6 separate regions of the Mus musculus genome follow, and all the other regions are linked to region 1. Evidence: chromatin contacts called from public HiCAR-type and promoter capture Hi-C data. All regions are on one chromosome and are shown on one strand. The core of a region is the stretch at or near the end of the contact, and the rest is flanking DNA. Distances in the headings are between cores, read along the strand shown.

Region 1 (4,026 bases), core at 525-3,024:
ATTTTGCTTTCTTTAAAAAACACAGAAATATTATGTTTTTGTCTTAATATTAAGTGTGGGGATATGGGGCTGCTTTGTAGCAGCTGACTGATTAGCAGAGCCATGGTTTTGCCAGCTGCAGATAGTTTCTGTGTTTGTGTGGCATTTGAAATTCTGGGAATTTTTCAGAGGGTATATAAATGCTAGAGCCCTGATAAGTGGAGTTGGTGATTGTTAGCCATTGGGAGCAGGGGGAGGGGATTGTGGTTTGTTAGTAGCGGTGCTCAAAGAAGAAACTAGATTCAGGGATCTCTCTCTCTCTCCTCCTCCTCTATCCTTCCTTCTCTATCTAATGATAGAGGGTGAAATGGATGGGAGGATGAAGGGTGGGAAAAAGAACCCACAAAGTAGCAAAAACCTACTTCAAGGATGAGCAACATTTTTTTTTTCCAAGACAGGGTTTCTCTGTGTAGCCCTGGATGTCCTGGAATTCACTCTGTAGACCCGGCTGGCCTCGAACTCAGAAATCCACCTACCTCTTCATCCCAAGTGCTGGGATTAAAGGTGTGTGCCACCACCACCAGGCAAGTCTGAGTAACTTAAAGTGTCAGGAAAGACCACTCCACTACAGCTGTCACCAAATGCTGGATACCTGAGGCTCCCAGTCCCTTGAATCAGGCAATTCCACAGTCTCTTCTGTCAATAGTTGTTAATATAACCATGGGAAGTGGCCTAGTGAGTCTTATGCCTTTCCAAGTTTCCTCAGGCTTGTACATTTAATTACCATGCTAAGTCTTAAGAGCTGCTCTCCCCTCTTCATGAAATATTTCAATTAGGAGAAAACAATTTACATTTAGTTATATATTTTCATTCTGTGGCTCAAAATGGACTCAAACCCTCCTATCTGAGCTCAAATTCCAGGAATTACAGACATGAACCACCACTCCCAGGATACTTAGTGTTTTAAGAGATTCGTTTCACTATTTTGCACAGGATGGCCTCTACCTCCTCGGCCCAACCGATCCTTTTCAATCTCCTAAATATCTGTGACCAGAGTCGTGCCCTACTGCCACTTTTGCTGACACTGCCTTGTGAGTGGCCTAGGGCTTTAATCCCAGTACTTGGGAGGCAGAGGTAAGTGGATCTCGGAATTTGAGGCCAGCTTGGTCTACAGAGTGAGTTCGAAGGATGGACAGAACTACACTGTCAAGTTCTGATAAAGAGAGACACTACAGGGTGAATTTAGGCTTCTCAGCAGCTGTGGAGGATCAGCCTTTGAAAGACCGTACTCTGAACTACTTTGCAATTGCCCTGATGATTAACCACAGCCATCGCGACCACATAACCATGGGAAATGGCCTAGTGACATCCCCGACACGGAACGGACCTGTATGCGGACCTGAGGCAGCACTGTATGCAGGACGGGCAAGGGCCATTCAAGACTGTCTGTGGAGAACGAGCCCAGCGCGCTCTCCGGACTCCTTCCAATGAGCCGCACACCGGGAAACCAAACTGTTGCGCCTCACTGCGGTACTCTGAGCGGAACATCTCGACGACACACGGATGCGACTCAAATGGCTACGGCATTGCCCGGCGCCCTAGTAGGTGCCGCCATCATGCGTTACGGAAACCCAGAGTTCTTTTCGCGGAGACTCACCGCCCACTCCCTGTTCTTGCGCCTCGGCTCGAAGCCTCCAGAAGGCGGGGCCATTTGCAGTTGCACTCGAGACCCCGCCCCGCGCCAACGGGTGCCGCCATGTTGGGGGTCCTCGCCGGGGACACGTAGGCGTCCGCGTAAGATGCCGGCCGACGCGCGCTGCCGCCGCCAAGATGGCTTCCATGAGGGAGAGTGACACCGGCCTGTGGCTGCACAACAAGCTGGGCGCCACGGACGAGCTGTGGGCGCCACCCAGCATCGCGTCCCTGCTCACCGCCGCGGTCATCGATAACATCCGCCTCTGCTTCCACCGCCTCTCCTCGGCCGTGAAGCTCAAGCTACTGCTCGGGACGCTGCATCTCCCGCGCCGCACCGTGGACGAGGTGAGGACGCGGGCCAGCCTCTCTCCGGCCGGAGCACCGCTCCTGCCTCCCGCCGGCTCCGGCGCCGCACCTTGCCCTTCTCCCGCCGGCCGCGCGCAGCTCCGTTTTGGCGCCGTTAGCCCCTACACCTTAGTACTTCCAGCCGCTGGGCGCTGTCGCGTTCGGGGGTCGTGGGGCCATGGCCACAACAGCCAGGCCCGCCCCTTCCGCAGTGCTGGATGCTTCAGCTCCGAAGCTACTCTTGGTTCGGGGCTGTTAGTGCAACTTTCCATGTGACTGCTGACCTTAATTTTGTTGCTTTTGCCTTACCAAATATCAGTCGGCTTGCGTTCATCTCTATTCTGTGGCGTTTTGTTTTGTTTTTGTTTTTTGAGACAGGGTTTCTCTGTATAGCTCTGGCTGTCCTGGAACTCACATTGTAGACCAGGCTGGCCTTGAACTCAGAAATCCGCCTGCCTCTGCCTCCTGGGATTAAAGGCGTGCGCCACCACGCCCGGCTATTCTGTGGCTTCTTTTCAGTGTACTCTTGTTCCACATTGCATCTCTCTAACTTATACTATGCTTTGCAAATACATACGCAAATAATATATGTATAGTTTCACTGTGTAGCCCAGGTTGATCTCATACTTGGTATCCTCCAGTCTCAATCTCTGGAGGTCTGGGCCACTACATCTGATAGCAGCTAAAAACACCGAGTTACCTTAGTTTTTAAACATTTCCAGTTATTGTATTATTTTTATATCATTAATTTTTATTGCTGCACTATACCATATACACAAAACTGCATATTTATTCGGTTTAAAAAATACTGAGAGCTAGCTAAATGACTCCTGTTATCTCCACACATGAAAACAAGGCTGGTCCCTCCAAAGCACCTCCATTCCTCTTTCCTGCAGGAGGCTTTTTTTTTTTTTTTTTGGTTTTATTTTGGCAGGGTTATCAATCGTGTGTGCATTCCTAGCACACACGAGTATTTGGGGTTTGCCTCATTTGAATTTAATACGGCAACAGGTTTCCACGTTATATTCATTTTCCGTGTGGTGTGGGTGTGTCTTCTGTTGGTAAACACCTGGACAGATTCATCCAAGTTGTTGCAGACAGTTTGATTTACTCCGAATTATGGGGTTCCATTCTTCAAGCAGACAGCAAATGGACGATTAGGTTGTGGCTGGTTTTTCTCATTCATTTTGTGTGTGTGTGTGTGTGTGTTTGTGTTTTTCTGTTTCATGTTTGTTCTGTTGTGACTGATACAATACATGTTCATGTGAACTCTAGAAGTAACATTGGAGGTGACAGTAGGATTATACCAGGTGGCCTTTCAAAATGGTTTTATTGAATTATACTCACTAAAACAAGTAGGTCAGGTATTTAGATATTAGTAGGATTGTTTGGTTGAACTTTGTACTATTTGCTTGTTCTGCTGCTTAGCTTTCTTTTTGTGTGTGAGTTACCCATTTTGACCCGGATTGTCTTTTCTTTTCCTGACTTGTTGCTTTGGAGGAATACTCTTTAATTGGTGCTCACCACTGTCCTAGTTCCCAGCTATGGCTTAGCTTTCTGAATGGCCTTGTTCAGGAAGTACTCCATTTTTGAGGTGAGGTGCCTGTGGTCTCCATGTGTCTGTCTGTCTGTCTGTCTGTTTCTCAGTGTGAAGCTGAGTTCAGTTTTACAGGTGGCTGTGATGGTCCAGCACCACCTGCAAATGGTTAGCTTTTCCGCCCTGCTGCTCCTGCCTTCTTTTTTTTTTTTTTTTTTTTTTTTGAGTCATTTGTGTGTCTTGCTGATAACCAGCCAAGCTACTTACTGTCCCTTTAGTGTGTTTTGATGTGTGACACACAGGGCAAACCCTTCACTTAATCTTCAGGAATGGCTTCAGCTTTTTTTGCAGCCCCTGGCACTTCTGTCTGTCAGTCTGTGTCTTAGTGTATGTGTATCATTTTCGTGTTTACATGTTCATTTATGTGTGAGGCCAGAGTTGCAGCTTAGGTGTCTACCTCTGTGGTTCTG
Region 2 (4,026 bases), core at 625-3,124, 2.7 Mb after region 1:
CCGTCCTTACTTTTCAGGAGACCACTTCTACAAGAGAAACAAAAACTTGCCACCCCAGGAACAGATGATTTCTGCCCTTCCTGACATCAAGGTGCTGACTCTCACTGATGACCATGAATTCATGGTCATTGCTTGTGACGGCATCTGGTGAGCACTGGTGAAAGAAATGCCCTTAAACACCCTTGTGCAACCTTGCTCATCTCTTAAGAGCACTGACTGCTCTTCCAGAGGTCCTGAGTTCAATTTCCAGCACCCACATGGTGGCTCACAACCATCTGTAATGAGATCTGATGCACTCTTCTGGAGTGTCTGAAGATAGCTACTGTGTACTCATTTACTTAAAATAGATAATTATTTTTAAAAATGTTTTGAAAACGCGCACTAAGCCCCAGGCCAAGCCGAGGAGCATTTACAGGGGTGTTGAAATTGGCCTGCGTCAGTACTGATGCCTACCTGCCTCTCTTTGGTAGGATTAAAGATTGATTGTCATTTTTTGACCCAGGAATGTGATGAGCAGCCAGGAGGTTGTAGACTTTATTCAATCAAAGATCAGTCAACGTGATGAAAACGGGGAGCTTCGGTTATTGTCATCCATTGTGGAAGAGGTGAGTCTAAAGTTGGGAGGCAGGCGCCTGGTTTACACAGACACATCTCTTGAGATGTGAGCAGAGGCTGGGAGTAGAATCACTGTACACACTAGATGACTTTGATTAAAAAGGTGGCTCTTTCCTCATTTCCCTGATGTAGCCTTGGGCCTCAGAAATTCACAGGTTTCTTCTTTGTGATAACTTGCCCATTCCTTCTGTCCTGCCTTCTTGTATTAGCAAGGACAAGCCTTCTTGTGGTACTTTGGTTCAAACCCCATGGCTAAACTGCCTTAACCTTTTTGTAGCTGCTGGATCAGTGCCTGGCGCCAGACACTTCTGGGGATGGTACAGGGTGTGACAACATGACGTGCATCATCATTTGCTTCAAGCCCCGAAACACAGTAGAGCTTCAGGCAGAGAGTGGCAAGAGGAAACTGGAGGAGGCACTGTCCACGGAGGGGGCTGAAGACACCGGCAACAGTGACAAAAAGAAGGCCAAGAGGGACTAGTGGTCAACCGGACCCTGCCCATGTGGACTGTTTTCTGAGCCCTTGGACCCGAGACTGAGTTTTGTCCTTGTCCTTTAGCCTTAGCAGTGGGTATGAGGTGTGCAGGGGGCTGGGTGGCTTTCCTCAGCCCATTACAAAGAGGGCCCCCCACCCCCCCCACGCGGCAGCCTGGGAGGCTCTGCTGTCCTCTTAAGCCTCCTTACTCTCCTTGGGCTCATCGACTATCGGTTCTGTGCCTGTGCTCTGTTGTGTTGGAGGGAAGGACTGGTAGTTCTGATTTTTACTCTGTGAACACTTTATTTAAGGACATTCTTTTTTATTGGCGGCTCTGTGACCCCTAGCCGCTTGCACCCGCTCTCTGTTGTACACTTTCAAGCAACACTTTTTCAGACTAAAGGCCAAACAAAAGCTAATCGTGCTCATAGTGTCCTGCTTTACTCTCCTACCCTGGCCCCATATGTGGTGGGCGGCTGTTGCTGCATGCTTGTGTGTGTCCCGAGCCTCTGGAGAGGGGGCAGTGAATGTGGAGCAGGAGCTGGGAGTCTTAACTCCTGAGTAAGCAGCCCGCTGGAGGCCATCCTGCGCTGTTCGCCTTCAGGCACGACTTCCTAGTTCGTATATGGAGGGGGCAGGGTACCACCTTCCTGGTTGGCTGGTTGGGTTACGCGTCCAGCTTCTGATTGGTTGGCTAGCAGCGCATCACAATCACTTCCTGGTCATGCTGCGACTGCGCTCCGGTTGTACAGCCCATGAACTACGCATCCCGTGTTGCTCTGCGGTGGCGGAAGCGGAAGCGGGTACGGAGGTACCAGCTGGTCTTCGGAGGGGGGTAGGGGGCTCCATGAATGGAAGCGGCGGCGGCGGCGGGAGCGACCTGAGCTGGATTCCGGGGCCGGGGCCAGGGGCTGCCCAGGGCCCGCACCGGTGTATGGGGGCGGTTCGTGGATCCTAAGAGCAAGGACCGACGGCAGGGCCGAACTGGGAGGGGCGGGGCCGGGAGGCCTCGGGCCGGAGGCGCGTCGGGCTGGAGCCGGTCACGATGCCCCGAAGGAAGCAAAGCCATCCACAGCCCGTGAAATGCGAGGGGGTCAAAGGTCAGGGGTCAGGGGCCTTGAGCCGGGAGGAACAGGGGTGGGGTCAGTAGAGTGGGCTCAGGTCAGGGTGGAGGGGGACTCCTGAGGGTTAGGGGCGGATGATCTGGGATCTTCGCTCCTTACCAGAGTATTAAAGGAACCTGAGGGTCATCGAGTACGGGAAGTGCAGTTCACAACAGCTGGCTCCTTGGTTCGGATTATGGGTACTGCTTGGGAGGGAGATTCCACAAGCACCCTCCCCTCTTTAGTGGATACTGAAGATTCCTTCGACGAAGGTCCTGGGGCCCTGGTGTTGGAGAGCGATTTGCTACTAGGCCAAGATCTGGAGTTTGAAGAGGAAGAGGAAGAGGATGAAGGTGACGGCCACAACGACCAGCTCATGGGCTTTGAGAGAGACTCTGAAGGTGTGTTTAAGGGTCGTGGTTTAGGATTAGTGGCAATTGGTAACTCAAGCCCTTTAGAAGGCGGTGCCAGCGACCCGAACACCACTTTCTACAACCTAGAACTCCCTAAAGGTCCCTCAGCAGCATCATTTTGCTGAGGTGAAGTTCGGGTTCGGGCTAAAGGTGGTGTGAATACAGGGGTGGGTAGCCCCAGTTCTTATGCGCACCTCAAGAGGTTCATGCAAGGGAATTATGTAAATAAGCTACTCTTAAAACTCCTTTTTGACCAGTAGCAGCAGATCCTTTTTGTACTGAGGTTTCAGTTTCTATCCTTAAGTCTCTCATTTATTTTTGGGGTATTTTTTAAAGTCAGAGAAAAACCATATAAACGAATCTGCCCTTTCTGTGTAATTTGCACTACATTGTTTCCACTTCCTCTAAATTGTGCCTGCTTGAGAAGGCTTTCATTTCATAACCAGCCTTATATAAAAAGGAGCCTTACTAAACCAGAGCTTACAAAAAAGATCTTGGGATCTTTATATTTTTTTCTTGTCTCAAGAATTAACGTTGCTTCACGTCAGCCTGCACCCTACTTCAAGCTCATGATATTTTCCATTTGTTAAAAATGACATGTCAACCCTGGTGTTAGTAATTAGGCTCAGAGGTAGGACCAAATCAAGGATGAGGCAGGGTAAGTGGGGCTACATGTGAGAAGTGAGAGTTTGGAACTCAGTCTTGAGCCATGTTGACCGGTTGTTTTTTTTCCCTTACGTTTCACCAGGAGACTCTCAGGGGGCCAGACCTGGACTTCCCTATGGGCTGAGTGACGACGAGTCTGGGGGCGGCCGCGCACTAAGTGCGGAGAGTGAAGTTGAGGAACCAGCCAGGGGTCCAGGGGAGGCCAGGGGTGAGAGGCCAGGCCCAGCCTGTCAGCTGTGTGGGGGGCCGACAGGTGAGGGGCCGTGTTGTGGGGCAGGAGGGCCGGGTGGGGGGCCCCCGCTGCCCCCACGGCTACTGTACTCATGCCGGCTGTGCGCCTTCGTGTCCCACTACTCGAGCCACCTGAAGCGGCACATGCAGACACACAGCGGGGAGAAGCCGTTCCGCTGTGGCCGCTGCCCCTACGCCTCAGCCCAGCTCGTCAACCTGACGCGACATACCCGCACCCATACTGGCGAGAAGCCCTACCGCTGTCCCCACTGCCCCTTTGCCTGCAGCAGCCTGGGCAACCTGAGGCGGCATCAGCGCACCCACACAGGGCCTCCCACTCCTCCCTGCCCAACCTGTGGCTTTCGATGCTGTGCTCCACGACCAACCCGGCCTCCCAGTCCCACAGAGCAGGAGGGGACAATGCCCCGACGATCAGAAGGTAAAAAGAACACCAGGCATCTTGGGACATGGGTTGGTGGTGATAGGGATGCTTGGATTAATGGCCCATATCTCATTGTTCCCA
Region 3 (4,026 bases), core at 1,062-3,561, 2.7 Mb after region 1:
TCGAACTCAGAAATCTGCCTGCCTCTGCCTCCTGAGTACTGGGATTAAAGGCGTGCACCACCACGCCCAGCTTGGTCTATACCATCCTTAACCAACTAGCCGAAACTCCCAAGGGTGACTTATCCTACTAGACCAATAGTGACATTATTCATCTTTCCTATACATAGGTAGAAGCTGCCTTTGGGCCAAGTGACCGACAGGCGTGACTTCCATCTGTAAGTGTGGCAAGTGGGTATTGTTTAACAACATTTCTTTTCATTTACTCACTGAAATGTTTAGTAACATTTGTAGGTTATTGTACGTCACACACTGGGAGGGTGCTTGAGATAGATCAGTGAATTAAAATAAATGAAATGCCTACACTTACCTAAGCACAAATTAAAAAAAAAAAAATCAAAGACCTTGTTTCCAGCTTTCCTTTCATTTACATTGCTCAAAGGCTCTGACTTTTCCAATCTCTGAGGCACTAGATCTGATACCAGTTACCTCCTTCAGAAACAAATAATTCAAGCTATAGTTTTTATAGGTAAAGTACTAAAAATAACATTTCTATAGGCGCAGAGTTGCTTTAAGAAAAACCTAAGTTTCTAATTAACCCATACCAAAAAAAAAAAAAAAAAAAAAAAGGGACAATCAAATGAACACAGACTGTAAAAAAAAAACTGAAACCTGTGTGTGATTAACTCAAGGAAGAGCAGTCTAGTAAGAAAGCGATACCCTGGAAAGTAAACTTGCACTCCAGAGTCAGTTCAGAATACCTAAGACCTGCAATCAACACCAGAATGGCCATACAACTCTCTTGCGACCCTTTCTACGCATCTCTCCCCAGCCTATACAGTTTTATCTGAATCGAGGGACTTGTATTAACGCTCTAGTAAACGCAAAGAACACTACGGGACGGGGGCGGGGGAGGGGAAATCTGGTAGGATACTTCCCCACTTTAATTTCTAAGGAAAGTCCTTGAAAGCCTCCTCAGTCTGCCAAGACAGCTATTAGTTGCGTGCATGTCTTAATAAACCACTAAAAAAGATGAGTTAAGGATCACTTTTTCCTCCGTCCCCTATCAAAGAGCTAAGAAAATAATAAAGTCTGTTTCAGCTACATTCGCAGAATGTGCATCCAATCTGAACGGATAAGTGAAAGTCTAGCGAGATACAGAATATACTCTGGAACGTCAAAGCCCATGGAATCTAAAACTACAGGACCAAGGAAACAGGCAGCCCCTCCACGGGGCACTTAGAGAAAAGATGAACTGTCATCAGAGACAAACATCCAGAAAGCACATTGCCCTCCCAATCATGTCCCAGAAGGTAAAATAAGAGCAGTGCCTAAAGATCTCCAAGCACTCCCGCAAGAGATGCAGAAACGTGTGCAACACTGGGGGTTCTGCCTCAGAGCTGCTGGCAGTTTTAACAGGGATCACTGTGGAAAAGCTCATTTGCATCGGTGAGGGTATCTCCTCGAAGCCTCTAGCTACCCTGAGGACGCATAGTACATTCACTACAGGGCATTGTCTGTCATCTCGCAAAGTTGTTCTCCCGGCTTCCATTATTAGTTGAAAGCCCTCTGCACATCACCCCGCATAGCTCGCAGCCACAGGCCGCTCTGAGGAAACCCAGAAAGCCTCTGAGGTCAACAGAACTGCTCAGTCGGAGAGAATGCAAGCTCGGAGGGAGGAGGCCCTCAGCTTGTCAACACTCCAACAGGTCGCCCGGCCAGTATCTGGAAGGAAGCGGCGGCGGACAGACAGTGGCCGGCCAGGAGACCGAGCACCACAGCCACCTCATCAAAGGCCAGCCCTGCCCCGCCGTCAGGCCGCAGACCACGCCCCCGCGCTCGGCGCGCCGCCCCGCGAGCAGGCCCGGCCCGGACGCCGCGCTTCCTTCCGCAGGCCCTCGGGCCCGGGCCCCCGCCCCGCCCCCGCCCGCGCCGCCTGCCCCGCCTCTCGCGGCCAGAGTTCCAAGAGAACGCCGGGGCCCCCCGACCCGCGCCCGCAGAATTCCGGGCCGCCGCGGCCACGCCGGAGACACCAGGAGGGCGGGCGGCGCCCTGGGGCCAAGGTGGCCCCTCAGCTGCGACGGGCCGGGCTAGGTCGGGCCTGACTCCCGAGAAAGCAGGGCCGCCCGACAGCACCCGCCGGCCGCGTCCTGCCGGCCCGCGGCTCGGGGTCATCCTGCCGCCCTTCCGCGAGCCCCTCCCTCCAGGGCCTCTTTCTCCGGAGCTCACCTCCCGACTCCGCGCCCGCAGCCTGCGCTTCAGCTCCAGCTCGGGTTCCGGGGCCTCGGATCCCAGCGACTCCCTCACAGCTGCGCTCCGCAGCGCAACCGAACTGCGGGCCCCGCCCTCGCGGCGTCCGGACCAACAGTGGGCGGTGCCGCACCGCCGCCAGGTTTCCATTGGACAGGGCAGCGGGGGGCGGTTCCCACAGACCGAGGCTCTCAAGGCAGTCTACTGCCGGGTCTCCTCCCCTTGCGGGGTTCCGGCAGACTGCCTGCCAGCGTTGTCTTCTTGTCTCTCTGTCCATCCTCCTCCCAGTCGAGGTGCCCCCAAGTAATTCTGCCGGACGAAAGGAAGGCCTTCTCTCTCTTCTTGAAAGCGCCATGACAGTCCTAATCCTCTAAGAAGACAAAAGGAACGGAAGACGCAGCCTTTCAATCTGAGGAACGAACCCACCCACATTCCCCATTTGGGAAAGAGACAGTGCACTGGTCATCAAATTTTCAGAAAGCTTTTTTTTAATCGCTTAACATGAAAACTAATAGTTGCTGATTTGCATAACATTATTTACCCAGACATAACCTGATTCGACCCACATAAGGGAGAACTCATTGAAGTTATCCAATGATAGTTGGCAAATTCGAAAAAGAAACAAAACAAAACAAAAAAAAAAAGTTACTCAAATTTAAGTTGACATGAGTCCAAAATAGAATCCGAAGTAAGAAGATCCATCAAAACTGTCTTTGAAAAGGTATTATTTGGAAAGAGTTTACATTGTCTGTGAGTGTAAAGAATTACAATAGATTCTGGGTAAGCCATTGATCTTAGAAAGTTAAAGGCAGAATTTAAGAGATGTATAATACCATTATACATGTATTATCAAGGAAGAAGGATGAATCATCTGAATCTGAGAATGTCACAATCACCAATTTTACTCTCCTTAAAGGGACTAGTTAATCCTAGTTCACGGGTTCACACAGAAATCCTATAGAGACTCATTTTTTTCTCATCTCTTCACTTTAAAATGCTTGCTTTAAAAACTGAAATTTCAACAAGCATGCCAGAGAGATCTCTGTGAATTCAAGGCCAACCAGGGCTACATAGTCTCAAAAACAAACTTTTTTTTTCACCCAGCATAGTAATGCATACCTGTAATCCTATCACTCAGTAGGCTAATGCCGTGAGTTCAAGGTCAGCATAAGCAATAGAGCAACAACACTGTGTCAAGACAAAATAGAATTCTGATGTTGGATTAAAAGATGCACTTACCTAAAATGTATAGCACACCATTTCAAAGTTTGTTCTAGTCTCAGAAGGGTGCTCATCCTCTCCAGATTAGCCTTTCTGCCAAAGCCATTGTAACTCCTGAGCCATGGCAAGCATTCATGACATATCTGTTCATGCTACTTTAGTTCCTATTATTTTCTGTCAGTACTATTTCAAATGTGCACAGAGGATCTTTTGGCAACCTCATTTTCAGTTATTTTCTCATGTATACCTAAAATGACCAACTGCTGCCTACATTTTTACCACCTCACTTATGTTTCCTGATTACAAAAGTAATAAATACTAGCCAGATGATGGTTGTGCATGCCTTTAACCCCAACACTCCGGAGGCAGAGGCTGGTGGATATCTGTGCACTTATAGCCAGCCCGGTCTACAGAACAAGTTCTAGGACAGCCAGGGCTACAAAGAGAAATCCTGACTTGGAAAACCAAAAGCAAACAAAAAATAATGAATGCTTATTATAAAAACTCAGAAATTAGCTTGACTGTGGCCCAAGCCTTTAACCTCAGGACTCAGGAGGC
Region 4 (4,026 bases), core at 455-2,954, 2.6 Mb after region 1:
TTTCTGGTCTGGAAAGAGAACTTAAAAAAAAAAAAAGATAATAATACCAACTTTACTGGGTTTTGTGGATGTACAGAGTGTGGAAGTGCATTGCTGAGGATGGAGAGATGGCTCCGCCATGAACACACTGGCTGCCCTTTCAGAGGACCCCATGGCAGCTCACAATCATCTGTGATCCTTTCCTGCCTTCCAAGGGCACCAGGTACACACGTGGTACACAGACATACATGCAGCCAAAACAGCCATAAACATTTAAAAAATAATAATATTTTCAAAGGAAATGCACTGCTGCTGATAAAGTAGTATCCATCTGGTAGCTGTCATAACTATTATCAGTGACTAAAACAACAAAAAATATCCAAAGGGAAGACTAAAAGAATAAAGAACTGAGATTTATAAAAACAAGAAGTGGAGACCCGGGAAGGAGGAAGTTGGAGGGAACAGAAGTGTTTGGATGGATGAGAAGCAGGTGGGGAATTTGTACCTTCAGCACTTCCTGGACCTTGCCAGCCACTTGCAACATGGTGGTCAGAACTGACTCACTGTACAGTCGCTGTAGAGAGTGGACAGGAATCAGGATGGAGAAATGGGGTGGGGGGGTAGAGGTGAGAGAAAGGCAGTGAGATGACTCAGTGAGTTAAGAGGATTGTGGCCAAGTCTGATGATCTGAGTTTAATCCCAGGGACCCACATGGTGAAAGGACAGACTGATTCCCAAAAGTTGTCCTCTGACTTCCACACATTTCCTCATGGAACAAATCCTTCCACATCACAAAACAGATAAATAAATTTTAAAAATGGGAATGGGGAGGGGAGGAAGAAATGGAAGATGATGGATTGAGATTGAAGGAGAGGGATCAGGATTTCCTGTATCAGGAGGGTAGAGGTGGAAGTGTGGCCGACTTGACATCTTTATTTGCAGTGTCTGAGATTTGACTGTGGGTCACCTGGTAGGTGGGCATGATTTGCCCCTCCTCCTGGAATATCTCAGCATCACACTGCCCCAGCAGTTGAACAATTTTCTCTGCATCTGCTTTGTCCAAGTTCCGGGTCAGTGGGTTGGACTTCTCTGTGATTGGCACAGCTGCTTCATACCCTGACAACTAGAGACACACAAGGGTAGGGACAGAAAGCCAAAGTCTGCCTTATGCCTGCTGGACTGGAGGTGGGAGTGGCAGGAGGCCCAGTGTTTGGCTTAGATTCACATACTTCACACACACCGACTTGTGCACATACATGCACACATAAGGCACACACCATTCACATACTAAAAACTTAGTCTTCATGTGATGTTCTGAGCCTATTAGGAAAGGAAGATCATAAGGAAAGGTAAGGGGAAAGGTGCCTATCATGGTAAGTGTGCCTGCAATTCAGGCATTTGGAAAGTGAAGCTGCAACAAAGGGATCAGGAGTTCAAGGCTATCCTCAGATACATAGCAAGTTTGAGGCCAGCCTGGGCTAGACCGTGTAGCAAAAGAAAAAAAAAAAAAAATAGAAGAGGGAGTAGAAGTCCAGAGCTGAGGCCAGTCCAAACTTAACAGTATTTTAGGAATCAGAAGAGAAGGCTGAAATGGAGAAAGAACCTTACCTCCCATTCCCCAGGCTCAGGGGTCTCGATCACATGCTGATACCGCTTGGTGCTTGGCATGGTCCCACACTGCAGACTCTCCAACCCGCCTGCCTCTGCACTCACGCAATCTGTTCTGGCCCCAATAATTTGCTTCCAGTTGGCAGGGTCTTATCTGAGCCATGGAGATGATTAACCTAAGAACCCTGCCTCTCAAAACACCACCCCCTACGCCCCTCTCTTCAACACCCGTTCCTGTCGCCGGGGCTTCCAGCCCTCACAGGAGCTCCTGAGGGTCCTCTTTGCGTATACTCTGGCTTGCCAGCCTCTGCCCTTGGAGAAGAGGACCAGACGTTCTTTGCTTTTGCCCTTGCAGAACACCCAGGTCAGAAAGAATCCCTGAACAAATCTGTGGCCCAAATGCCTCCAAAGGCCAGAGATCAGGGTCAGTAGAAGTCAGAGGACTCAGGTCATGGCTTGATCACATGTCAGCATGCAGTCCTTCCCTGCCCCACTGGCTCATTTTATCTGCTCCTCTCTGAAAGAAAAGCAATAGACGCTTCTGGACCCCAGGTGTGCGAACACTGAACTGGATATCACAGAGGAGATGTCACAGAAATAGAAATACTGCTAAGAACAACGAGGACCAAGAAATTGCCCTAAATACCACAGTCTCTATTTCTCCTGACCCACTTTCTCCCAAATGGCAGACATCATTGGATACATGGACACATGGACACATAGATACATAGAAGCCATTGTTGGCATTGTTTTTAGATGAGGAAACAGCCTCAGACAAGTGGTTGGCTATTTAGGATCACACAGATTTCATACTCAGCTAACATATGAAATAATTTAAGGACCTAACATGTCTACATGTTTACTGAATGAATGCAACAACTAACAAGTTGTTGAATAATACTTATTCATACAGTGACAGAAGGTTTTTAAAGACTCTTGTTGCCGGGCAGTGGTGATGCACCCCTTTAATTCCAGCACTCGGGAGACAGAGGCAGGTGGATTTCTGAGTTTGAAGCCAGTCTGGTCTACAGAGTGAGTTCCAGGACAGCCAGGGCTACACAGAGAAACCCTGTCTTGGAAAAAAAAAAAAAAAAAAAAAAAAAAAAAAGACCCTTGTCCAGTGTTTGACACTATTGATATTCTAACAATTGTTTCATGTTTCTATGCTTTAAGGGTAGAAAACCTGAGGTGTGGGTTAACCGATTTCTCTCAAAGGAATGTGTTACACTCACACCCACGGGGGGGGGGGGGGGGGGAGAGAGAGAGAGATCTGCTTTTAAATTGCTCTTATATGCCCAGCCCTCTTTTTAATCCTTTCTAGTTCTTATAATGATGCCAGGCACATAGAAGATGATCAGTAAATATTTGCTGAATAAACGAAAGAGTGAATGAGAAAGCGAATGGAATCAAATCAGATCATGAATGGAAAAGAGACTTAAAAGCTGACGCAGTCTCCAAGAGGTTGTTAAAACAATAATTATCTCCATCATCCTCTGCTCGTGGCCCCCTCCTGCATTCGGAGATGGAATGCCTCTTCCTAACTTGGCTAATTTCATGCGGGGAAGGAGGTGCTTTCTCAGGTGCACAAGACCCTCACACCTGAGCCTGTCCTGGTGGCTCTAGTCAGTTAATCGGCTAGAGCAGGGAGGGTGAAGGAAGGGATAGGGGCCCCGGCAGGCCGCCATAGGGAGGGTCGTGGGAGGAGCCCAGGGAGAACGTGGCTGGGGGGAGAGGGGGGAGGGATGACGGCGGCGAGACAGGCCAGCGCGTCCCAGCCCGGCTGCAGCGGAGCGCGCCGGGCCAGCTCTGCAGAAGGCGGCGGCTGGCTCGCCGGGACGGTCACATCCCGCTGCAGGGGACCAGCTTTGGCCGCCGCACTGTCCTCTGCACCGGGGACGCAGGCCTCGCTGGCAACGCCCCCCGCTCAGAGTCAGACCACGCGGGGCCCTTGGGAAGGCCGGGGGGCCGGCAGACCCGCCGCCCGCGGCCACTCCGCCTCTGCCCTCTCTGCCCGCAGCTCGGCCGTCGCTGCCCGCCTTGGCGGGCCGGTGTCAGAATGGGGTAGGGCCAGCGCCAGTCTGGCGATGGGCCGCCCTCTGGGCACCGAGCGGCCCCCCGAGGCCTGACCGACCACGAGGACCCGGGAGGTGGGTGTGGGCTGATGAGACCGCGCGGGTGGGGGCAGGGGTGGGCACCCGGGTTATGCGGAGGCGGGAAAGGCGCGGGGGAAATGGGCTGTGGGCCCTGAGAAGCCTGGGAGAGCTGCTGCATTCCACTTTCGTGATGGGCAGCTCCTGACCCCTCAACTCCTGTCTCCTCTAGGATCCTCGTCTGGATGTCAAGCGAATGCCTCTGGCCCCTCCAGCGAACTCGGTGGAAACCATGGCTTCTTTGATGCCTCTTTCCCCATATCTGAGTCCCACGGTCCTCCTGCTGGTC
Region 5 (4,026 bases), core at 559-3,058, 2.4 Mb after region 1:
CACGCATGTGGCAAAACACCCATACACATTAAATAAAAATGAATAAAAACAAACCTACCCACCAGTCTGTAAATTAATAATATCACATATTTATCCTCTAGTTTAAATAGAAAATTTGTTGCCCTATAATCCCAAAATGATCAATGATTTTTGTTGTTGTTGTTGTTTGTTCTTGTTTCTCTGTGTAGCCCTGGCAGTCTTAGAACTGATCTGCCTGTGTCTTCCTCCTGAGTGCTAGGATTAAAGGCGTGAGCCATCACCGCCTGACCTAACCTATGATTCTCAAAACAAGATTCCCTACCCAATTTGTGTATTTGGGGTAAGAAAGCTTCATACCCTAGCCCTGACAGTTAAGGCCTAGGAGTCAGGAAGCCTGGACATCCAAGAGCCCTGTTAGTGGATCACAGACACTTTGATAACAAATCTACCCCCACGCCCACCTTTTCTTTTCCAAACGAGGTCTGGCTATGCAAGTCGGACTGACTCTGAACTCTAAATATTCTGCCTCAGGCTCCCTTGGATCACACCAATACTTAAATCTTTTTGATAGTCTCAATCAGAAAGCTCTCCTCAGAACAGTGCATATTCTTACACACACACCCCACACACACAACTTTGGAAATGGAAGGAACCTGCCTATAAAGTGAATTACAGCAAATCTTATAAACTCTGACAAAAGAAACCAAAGGATTCACGTGTCAGGTGACAGCCCGACCTAATGTCATGTCTCATTCTCAAACCAATTCAACGGTTTCACACACCGAGGGCATGAGAGAGAGGTGAGCGGGGATAGTGCATAAGAGGGATAAATCTGCATAAGCAAGAAGCCTGTTCCGGAACTCAGGCAAATCCACAGAAAAGAAAAGTACATAGTTAGCTAGCTTAGAAAGAAAAGACAAGAAAAGGAAATCAAGCAAGCAGGCAGGCAGGCACTCACCAATATTGGCGGGAAAGGGGACTTCATGCACAGCTGGGTCCAGGTTGATTACATACGGTGGACAGCCTTTGTTGTGCAGGTGTCCTGTGAGCCTCTGCAAAAACAAGGAGCCAGGGTTGGAGGGTGATGACCAAAGGATAGGAACGGGCCCCGAGAATTCCCATCCCTTTACTGACCATGCTTATAAAATCTGTAACAATCTCCTTCTTCCCTCAGCGTGTTCAACACTGAAGAGTTTAAAAAGCCATCTAGTTCCAGTACCTGTCTCCCTATTCTCCGTCACGGCTTCGCTAACTCTGCCCCTCCAAGGGTTTTCTTCCTCTGTCTCCTCCACTAAAACACTCACTCCGTGAAAGCAAGAACCCTGTCGATCTCATTGCCGCTGTACTCTCAGAGCTTAGAACGTGGTAGGTCGAACGAAGTGATTCTTTCACAACTCTTCACGCAAACCAGAGTAGTAGACGTTACACTCCCCTACTCTTTAGGCCCGGGCCTTCGGAAAGCTGCCAATTCGCAGCAAGACAAGTTCAGCTGTACCAAGTGTGCATTAAGGTTGCCCAGGAGCCGGCCTCAAGTGACCCAGGCTAGGGTTCGAGGCTTCGGGAAGGAAAGGAGTCAGAGGACAGCTCGAGAAAACCACGCGCCCGGACCCGCAGATTCCCCAGACAACTTCCTCCCTTCTTCCCGGGCCTGAGGCGCCACTACCGCTTCTGCACGGTGCACGTCACCTGTACAAAGGTAGTTTTCCCGGATCCCGCCATTCCCAACACCAACAGACACACGGGGGGCTGAGGAGCCCGGGAAGCCTGGGGTTCGGATGGAGCCACGGGCGCCGCCATCTTTCCTCAGCCACGCCCACCACTCAGGGATCGCCCGGCGGCCTGCGGGCTCTCTGAATTCCGGGCTGCGATTGGTAGGAAAATCCGTCCTCTTGCGTACAGGGCTACGATTGGTCGAACGATCCGGCCTCTCTGAGTTTAGGGTTGCGATTGGCCAGACTATCCAAACCGCTCGAACCTACTGCAGTGGGTGCCTGACCGGCTTTTGGCATCTGACTTGCAGGGGTCACTTTGATGCTATAGTGGCTTTGCACAAGTGAGGGGTAGTGTAGGGAACCAGGAAGGGTTGACAGGAGTGAGATAGGACCCGGAAAGGGTTAAGCTCGTGTCCCCAAGGGAGTAATGAGGTGGGATTCCCAAGCCAGGATCTGTCAGGATCCTATAACAAAGGTGTTGCTCTACCTTTTATTTTATTGTCTAAGAAGAAGAAGAAAAAAATTAAACGTCATTATGTTCTAGAAAATATTAGGTAAAAATTAGCGTAACACTTGAAAGATAGCATGAATACTGTACTTTAACAGAGGAAGATACATTTTCTGGCAATCATTGCCTAATGCAAAGGGGACTAAAGAACCTTACAGCGTTTGTGGCTGAAGTGTGGCTGAATAATTAATACCGGAAGATATGGGTAGAGGAAGGGAGACGAACCTCATGAGGGAAAGCCCTGTATGACAGAGACTGTGACCAATGTCTTATTTGCTCATCTGTATGGCTATTTGTCCAAGGGAAGAAGAAAAGATGGTGAACCAAAGGCTCAAGGGAACCAGAAAACTCCTAAAAAGTCCCCTTTAAGAGTGAGGTAAAGGGCTAGGAGTCAAGGGTGGCCCTGGGTTTTGTTGACATTCTTGGAAAGTGGATAAAACTCTTTTTTTTTTTTTTAAGATTTATTTATTTATTATATGTAAGTACACTGTAGCTGTCTTCCGACACTCCAGAAGAGGGAGTCAGATCTCATTATGGGTGGTTGTGAGCCACCATGTGGTTGCTGGGATTTGAACTCCGGACTTTCGGAAGAGTAGTCGGGTGCTTTTACCCGCTGAGCCATCTCACCAGCCCCCGTGGATAAAACTCTTAAAGAACAAAAAGTTTGTATATATCTATACATAGATATCTCATTTTATTATGACATGTGCAGGCTGTGGAGAGGGCTCAGTTAGTAAGGTGCTTGCTGCACAAACTTAAGGGCCAGAATTCAGACCCCTGCCCTCACATAAAAGCCCAGGCATTGTGGATTGTGCCTATAATCCCAGTGCTAGGGAGCTAGAGATGGGAGAATCCCTGGAGCTCAGTGGCCAGCTAGCTTAGCCAAATTAATGAGCTCCAGGATCAGTGAGCAACGTACCATACCAAATGGATAGTGATTCTCCTTTCCTGACTCAGGCCCTCTCTGGGCACCACTGTCTGGCTTGTGTTACTTTCTGGCAGGGATTCAGGTAACATTATTTTTCTGGCAGTACCCATACAGTTCAGTTAGTTCACTCCCCACCATGTGAGTCTCAGAGATGGAATTCAGGTTGGAAAGATTGGCTGTAAACACCTGTAATTACTGACCCAACTCCTGGCTGTGGCATCAGCAATTTGGCAAGTTGAAGCTTTGTATGGGGAGATTCTCCGATGACCTTGGATCTCCTCCCTACTTTTCTACAAAAGCAGAAGAGGAGGAAGAGGAGGAGGAGGAGAAAAAGAAAAGCAAGCTTTGAAATTGCTACTGTATAAATGACTATCAATCATTTTCCAAGTACAAGAGAAATTCCACCCATTATGTTGGAAATAAAAGCAGGCCCATTGCTGTTTGTTGTTGTTGTTTTTAATGGATTGGAGTAGCAGGAGAAGCTCAAACCTGTGGCTAATTTGTTTTATATAACACCTGTAATCTCAGCACTCAGAAAGCTAAAGCAGTAAGATAGCCAAATCAAGGTCAGTCTGAAAAACAAAAGGTGATGAGAGATTGAACTAAGTCCCAAGGCAGTTCTGTCCACAGCAGATTTGCTCCAGAGACCTGCAGGTCCTGAGTAGTTTGATGTGAGAGAGACGTGCGTTGTACCTGAACCATATTCTGCCTCCTGACTTTTCACAACTCCTTTCTATTTTCCTCCCCAAGAATAGTGATCTAAGGACACAATAGATCTTGACCACACTGTTTAGTCTTCTAAAAATTCAATAGAACACTACAACAAGGATGCCATGCTGGATGCACATAGATTGTTGATATTAACAGGAACTCTCAAGTATGGTTCTGTCTTGGTTAGC
Region 6 (4,026 bases), core at 483-2,982, 2.4 Mb after region 1:
TTCTCTGAAAGAGCAGATAGTGCTCTTACTACTGAGCCATCTCTCGGCCCTCACCAACTATCTTTTTATAAGCCTGAATATCTATCATCCAAAATGTGGAGCTATACAATAACCTCTTGAATGTTTTGTACTTTGTGAAAATAGCCTGAGAGGTGAAAAAATATCAAATACTGATTTCTCAGCCAAAGAAATGAAGTAAATTTTTCCATGCCCTCCAGGTGATAATTAGCACTCAGAAAGCTCTCTCTCTCTCTCTCTCTCTCTCTCTTTCTGTGTGTGTGTGTGTGTGTGTTTAAATGATAAACGCAATAAGCAAATTACACGGTGAGAAAGAGGTGTATGTATAATGCCCATAATTCAACACTTTTACTCACTAAAGTTAATGACCCTGGGCTTGCAAATTACATTTACCCTACTTCAGCTGTAGGCCTTCTGAGCTGTATGATCAAAAGCACTTGAGGGTGCCACCTTCAGTAGTAGTTTCTTACCCATTCCCCACGTGCAGCCCAGCTCATCATCTTGACCACTTCTACTGCTCTTCCCTTCAGTGGTATTTGCTTCTTCTTCTTCATCTGAGTCTTCACCTAACATCTTCTTCTCCAATAATATCTGCTGCTGTTTACGCAATTCCTTCAACTGTGTTACTGTTAATTCAGATTCTGCCTCTCGGTCTTCCTCTGGTCCCTAATGAATCATGGGTAAAATATATACATATATGGATTCAGAAGTGAGAAAATTACTTTCTGAGACACAGCAACGTACACAGACCTGTGGGTCCAGAATGAGGCCTGTGCTTTTGTCATTGGTTACCAGAATCCTTTTACTCAACTAAACCTTAAAGAAACTCAGAATCGCCGGGCGTGGCGGTGCACGCCTTTAATCCCAGCACTCGGGAGGCAGAGGCAGGCGGATTTCTGAGTTCGAGGCCAGCCTGGTCTACAGAGAGAGTTCCAGGACAGCCAGGGCTACATAGAGAAGCCCTGTCTTGAAAAACCAAAAACAGTGAAGTCCCAAGATTTTTATTTTAGATTTTTCTACCTACCTGAAGGATAAAGAGCCGAGTGCTGCCTCCAAAGCGCATTACATGCCCGACGTGGACTCTACAGTAAGTGCGGGGTGGGATGCGAGTTTTGTTGAGGAACGTGCCGTGGGTACTTCCCAGATCGTAGAGATAAAAGCCCTGCTCATGACCCTCAGAGTCTCCGCTGGGATCCGCCCCCCGGTGCTGTAGTACAGCATGGTACCGAGACACGGAAGGATGCTCCAGACATATGTCACAACTAGCAAGTCTCCCGAAAAAGCAGCAGCTCGTGTCTTTCAAGGTGCGGGTGCCAAGGATGGTGCCACCCTTCAGGGTTTCGAGACTGTAGGGGGCCGTGGCTGGGCTGCCCCACGATGGCTCTCGGTACGGAGGAGCCCGGGTCGGACCGCCAGACGCAGGAGCTACCCGCGGGGAGCGGAGTTGCTCCACCGGTGGACCCCCGGTCTCCTGGCTGTCCGGCTGCGGTGGCGGGACCTCGGGCTCCTCACATCCAGAGTCCAGCTGCGCCGCGAGACATTCTTTCTTCACATCCTCAGAAACGGAGGGACTGGAGGCCGGAGCCTTACCCCGTACTGCGGAAGGCACTGGTAAAACCGGCTTCTTAAACTCGCTACTGACTTCCTGGGGAGCTGGCGCATCTAGCTGAGGGGTAGGATCAGCCATCCTTAGCCGGGTGCAATCTCAAAATGTGTCCCTCGGAAACCCCGACCCCTCGCTCTCTACGTTCCCGCTCACTTCTCCTCCTCCTTCCCACCTCCCTGAGGCTTCTCTGGACAGAAATGTTGGAGTTCCTCTTTCAAGACTCGCAGAGTTTTAAAGATGTGAATAGCACTAGGGAGTCACAATACCAGAAAGCGGGGAGAGGCTCTCAGAGTGCTGTGCAGGATACGGACATTTTAGGCGTTGCATGTAGGCTAGTAATAACTTCCTGTGGCAGAGGGCGATTGGGAAGAAGTGCTTCCGTGGCCTTGGTCCATTAATCAATAAACAAGGCTCCTAGGCTTGACCTAGTCCTCGACTCCGACCTGTCAGAGTCAGGCAGCCGCGTATACCACTCCTGGGGCAGGGCGGTGAGTATTTGAACTTTATTTTCTGGTTCCGGTCCAGAGCCACCCATTTTCCTGCTGCCTTGTAAATCAGACTTCCCAGGATCCTGTGGTCGGCGCCTAAGCCTAAGCCTCCAGATCCGGAGCAAGGAGTCCCTATCTGCAGCTCTCGAATTTATTCCTTTTATGAAGTTAGTAAAGAAGCAATTTATTATTGTTCATTCTTTTATTACTCGGAACAAAATATTGAGATAGCATGTTTAGTGGCTTAACAAACCTGAGCATCGAAACCTCTTTTCTTTTTTACTCTTTGTATTTATGATGTTGGCATGACCCTGGACAACAGCTTCCACATCTGAAAAATTGGAAATAGTAGTGTTAATTTGTCATAAAATTTATGGAAAATTGAACTAAGCCATAGTTAATATTATAACTCTTTGACAGAGGCCTGAAACTATACCAAGATGGCAGCCATAACAAGTGGGAGAATACAGATGAATAAGTCAACTAAAGTTAAGGTTCAGGGATAAAAGCAAATTCATGTAAATATACAAAGAAAGGAGATCTGTTGGGGGGAATGGTGATTTCAGGGATCCTAAAGAACAAATTCAAGTCTGATAAAGATGTAGAGGGTTCCTGGCAGAGGTCACAACTCAAAGGGTCAATTATAAAAATATCTCATGTTCTTGAGAAGCTGAGTGGTGGAGCTGGAGAGATGGTTCTGTGTGCTGCTCTTCGGTGGATCTGAGCTCCATTTCCAGTACCCACATCAGGGGAGTTCACAACCACCTCTAATTTGAGCTCCAGAAGGATCTGATGCCCTCTTCAGATATCCTTGGCACCTGCATACACATGGAACACACAAGCATATACTCAACCCCCAACAGACAACAAAAACGAATGTCTGTGAATGCATAGCCTGCCTGGTCTACAGAGCAAGTTCCAGGATAGCCAAGGCCTCAAAGGGAAACCCTGTCTCGAAATTAATAATTTAAAAATACAATCTTAGCAAAGGAAATAAGCTGAGGGGCCAGTTAGATGGCTTAGTAGGTAAAAGGCACTTGCTGCCAAGTCCGAATGCCCGAGTTCAATCCATGGAACCCACATGGTGAAAGGAGAGAACTGCCTCTCACAAGTTGTCTTGTGATTTTTTCATGCACACATACCCAAAATAAGTAAATGTAAAAAAAAAAAAAAAAGAAAAGAAAGAAAGAGAAAGAAAGGAACTGAGTAGTATATTGTTAGAGCTGAGGGCATTCATTTTGTCCAGGAAGCCCCTCACTTGCCTGCAGGACACTGAACTCACGCCTTTAAAGTAGCAGTGCCAGCTGCTGCTATACTGCAGTATTTTGCTTCTGTTATTCCCTCAGGACAAAGATCTTACACCGTCACACAATGTATTCATTTGATGTTTGTTGGACCTGAGGAGACATATAGGCAGTAAACCTGGAGACGTGAATTAAAGACGCTTAGTAAGCTTTTATTGAATGCTAAGCCACAGAATTCTGACTTTTTCCAAGCAAAAGAAACAAACAAAAAAGCTTGGAAGTGTAGCTCAGTAATAAAAATACTTTTGTAGGATGTGTTAAATCTTCAGCATTGAGAGAATGAGAGACAGAGACACACAAAGAGAGACAGACAGAGAAAGGAAGAAAGTCTAGCAGCAGGGCCAAGTGTAGATCAGATTCTGAAAAAGACTGGAATAGCAGTTCTCAACCTTCCTAAAGGTCTGACCCTTTAATGTAGTTCCTCATGTTGTGGTGACCCCATGCAACCACAAAATTATTTTCATTGCTACTTCATAACTGTAATTTTGTTGCAGTTATGAATCCTATTGTAAATACCTTATATACAGGATACCTGATATTCCTTAACCTATGAAAGAGTCATTTGATCCCCAAAGGGGTTATGACCTACAGGTTGAGAACCACTGGACTA

What was found. Promoter capture Hi-C pulls out the DNA fragments that hold promoters and counts their contacts. HiCAR-type assays count read pairs that join an accessible place to other places.
Region 2: a contact with region 1 is called in a promoter capture Hi-C map of liver, with 7 times the contacts expected there. The contact joins the promoter of Zfp513 here to the promoter of Nelfa in region 1. A contact is called at or near these places in 2 of 39 promoter capture datasets (liver and pre-B cells), 1 of 115 datasets of contacts at active chromatin or transcription factors (astrocytes) and 1 of 9 other capture datasets (adipose tissue).
Region 3: a promoter capture Hi-C map of liver shows a contact between it and region 1, with 6 times the contacts expected there. The contact joins the promoter of Nrbp1 here to the promoter of Nelfa in region 1. A contact is called at or near these places in 2 of 39 promoter capture datasets (hippocampal neurons and liver), 1 of 115 datasets of contacts at active chromatin or transcription factors (astrocytes) and 1 of 9 other capture datasets (liver).
Region 4: a HiCAR-type map of astrocytes shows a contact between it and region 1, with 7 times the contacts expected there. The contact joins the promoter of Gckr here to the promoter of Nelfa in region 1. A contact is called at or near these places in 1 of 115 datasets of contacts at active chromatin or transcription factors (astrocytes) and 1 of 9 other capture datasets (adipose tissue).
Region 5: a promoter capture Hi-C map of liver shows a contact between it and region 1, with 6 times the contacts expected there. The contact joins the promoter of Gpn1 here to the promoter of Nelfa in region 1. A contact is called at or near these places in 1 of 39 promoter capture datasets (liver) and 1 of 115 datasets of contacts at active chromatin or transcription factors (astrocytes).
Region 6: a contact with region 1 is called in a promoter capture Hi-C map of liver, with 7 times the contacts expected there. The contact joins the promoter of Slc4a1ap here to the promoter of Nelfa in region 1. A contact is called at or near these places in 1 of 39 promoter capture datasets (liver) and 1 of 9 other capture datasets (liver).

What each region holds. Positions count from the first base shown.
Region 1 is chr5:33,934,019-33,938,044 of GRCm38.p6, reverse strand. Nelfa (negative elongation factor complex member A, Whsc2) reads left to right here and starts at 1,774. Exons shown (of 11, transcript NM_011914.3): 1 at 1,774-2,019. The coding sequence starts at 1,810.
Region 2 is chr5:31,200,151-31,204,176 of GRCm38.p6, reverse strand. Zfp513 (zinc finger protein 513) reads left to right here and starts at 1,874. Exons shown (of 4, transcript NM_175311.4): 1 at 1,874-2,190; 2 at 2,439-2,594; 3 at 3,355-3,942. The coding sequence starts at 2,136. It overlaps Ppm1g (protein phosphatase 1G (formerly 2C), magnesium-dependent, gamma isoform), which reads left to right. Exons shown (of 10, transcript NM_008014.3): 8 at 18-147; 9 at 503-605; 10 at 893-1,509. The coding sequence ends at 1,096.
Region 3 is chr5:31,239,203-31,243,228 of GRCm38.p6, reverse strand. It overlaps Nrbp1 (nuclear receptor binding protein 1), which reads right to left and starts at 2,311. Exons shown (of 18, transcript NM_147201.2): 1 at 2,227-2,311.
Region 4 is chr5:31,295,241-31,299,266 of GRCm38.p6, reverse strand. Gckr (glucokinase regulatory protein) reads right to left here and starts at 1,704. Exons shown (of 19, transcript NM_001374741.1): 1 at 1,588-1,704; 2 at 947-1,102; 3 at 485-553. The coding sequence starts at 1,647. It overlaps Fndc4 (fibronectin type III domain containing 4), which reads left to right and starts at 3,335. Exons shown (of 7, transcript NM_022424.6): 1 at 3,335-3,734; 2 at 3,910-4,026. The coding sequence starts at 3,934.
Region 5 is chr5:31,492,523-31,496,548 of GRCm38.p6, reverse strand. It overlaps Gpn1 (GPN-loop GTPase 1), which reads right to left and starts at 1,808. Exons shown (of 14, transcript NM_133756.5): 1 at 1,666-1,808; 2 at 938-1,031. The coding sequence starts at 1,776.
Region 6 is chr5:31,524,701-31,528,726 of GRCm38.p6, reverse strand. Slc4a1ap (solute carrier family 4 (anion exchanger), member 1, adaptor protein) reads right to left here and starts at 1,732. Exons shown (of 14, transcript NM_001347328.1): 1 at 1,043-1,732; 2 at 489-684. The coding sequence starts at 1,705. It overlaps Supt7l (SPT7-like, STAGA complex gamma subunit), which reads left to right and starts at 1,965. Exons shown (of 5, transcript NM_028150.2): 1 at 1,965-2,112.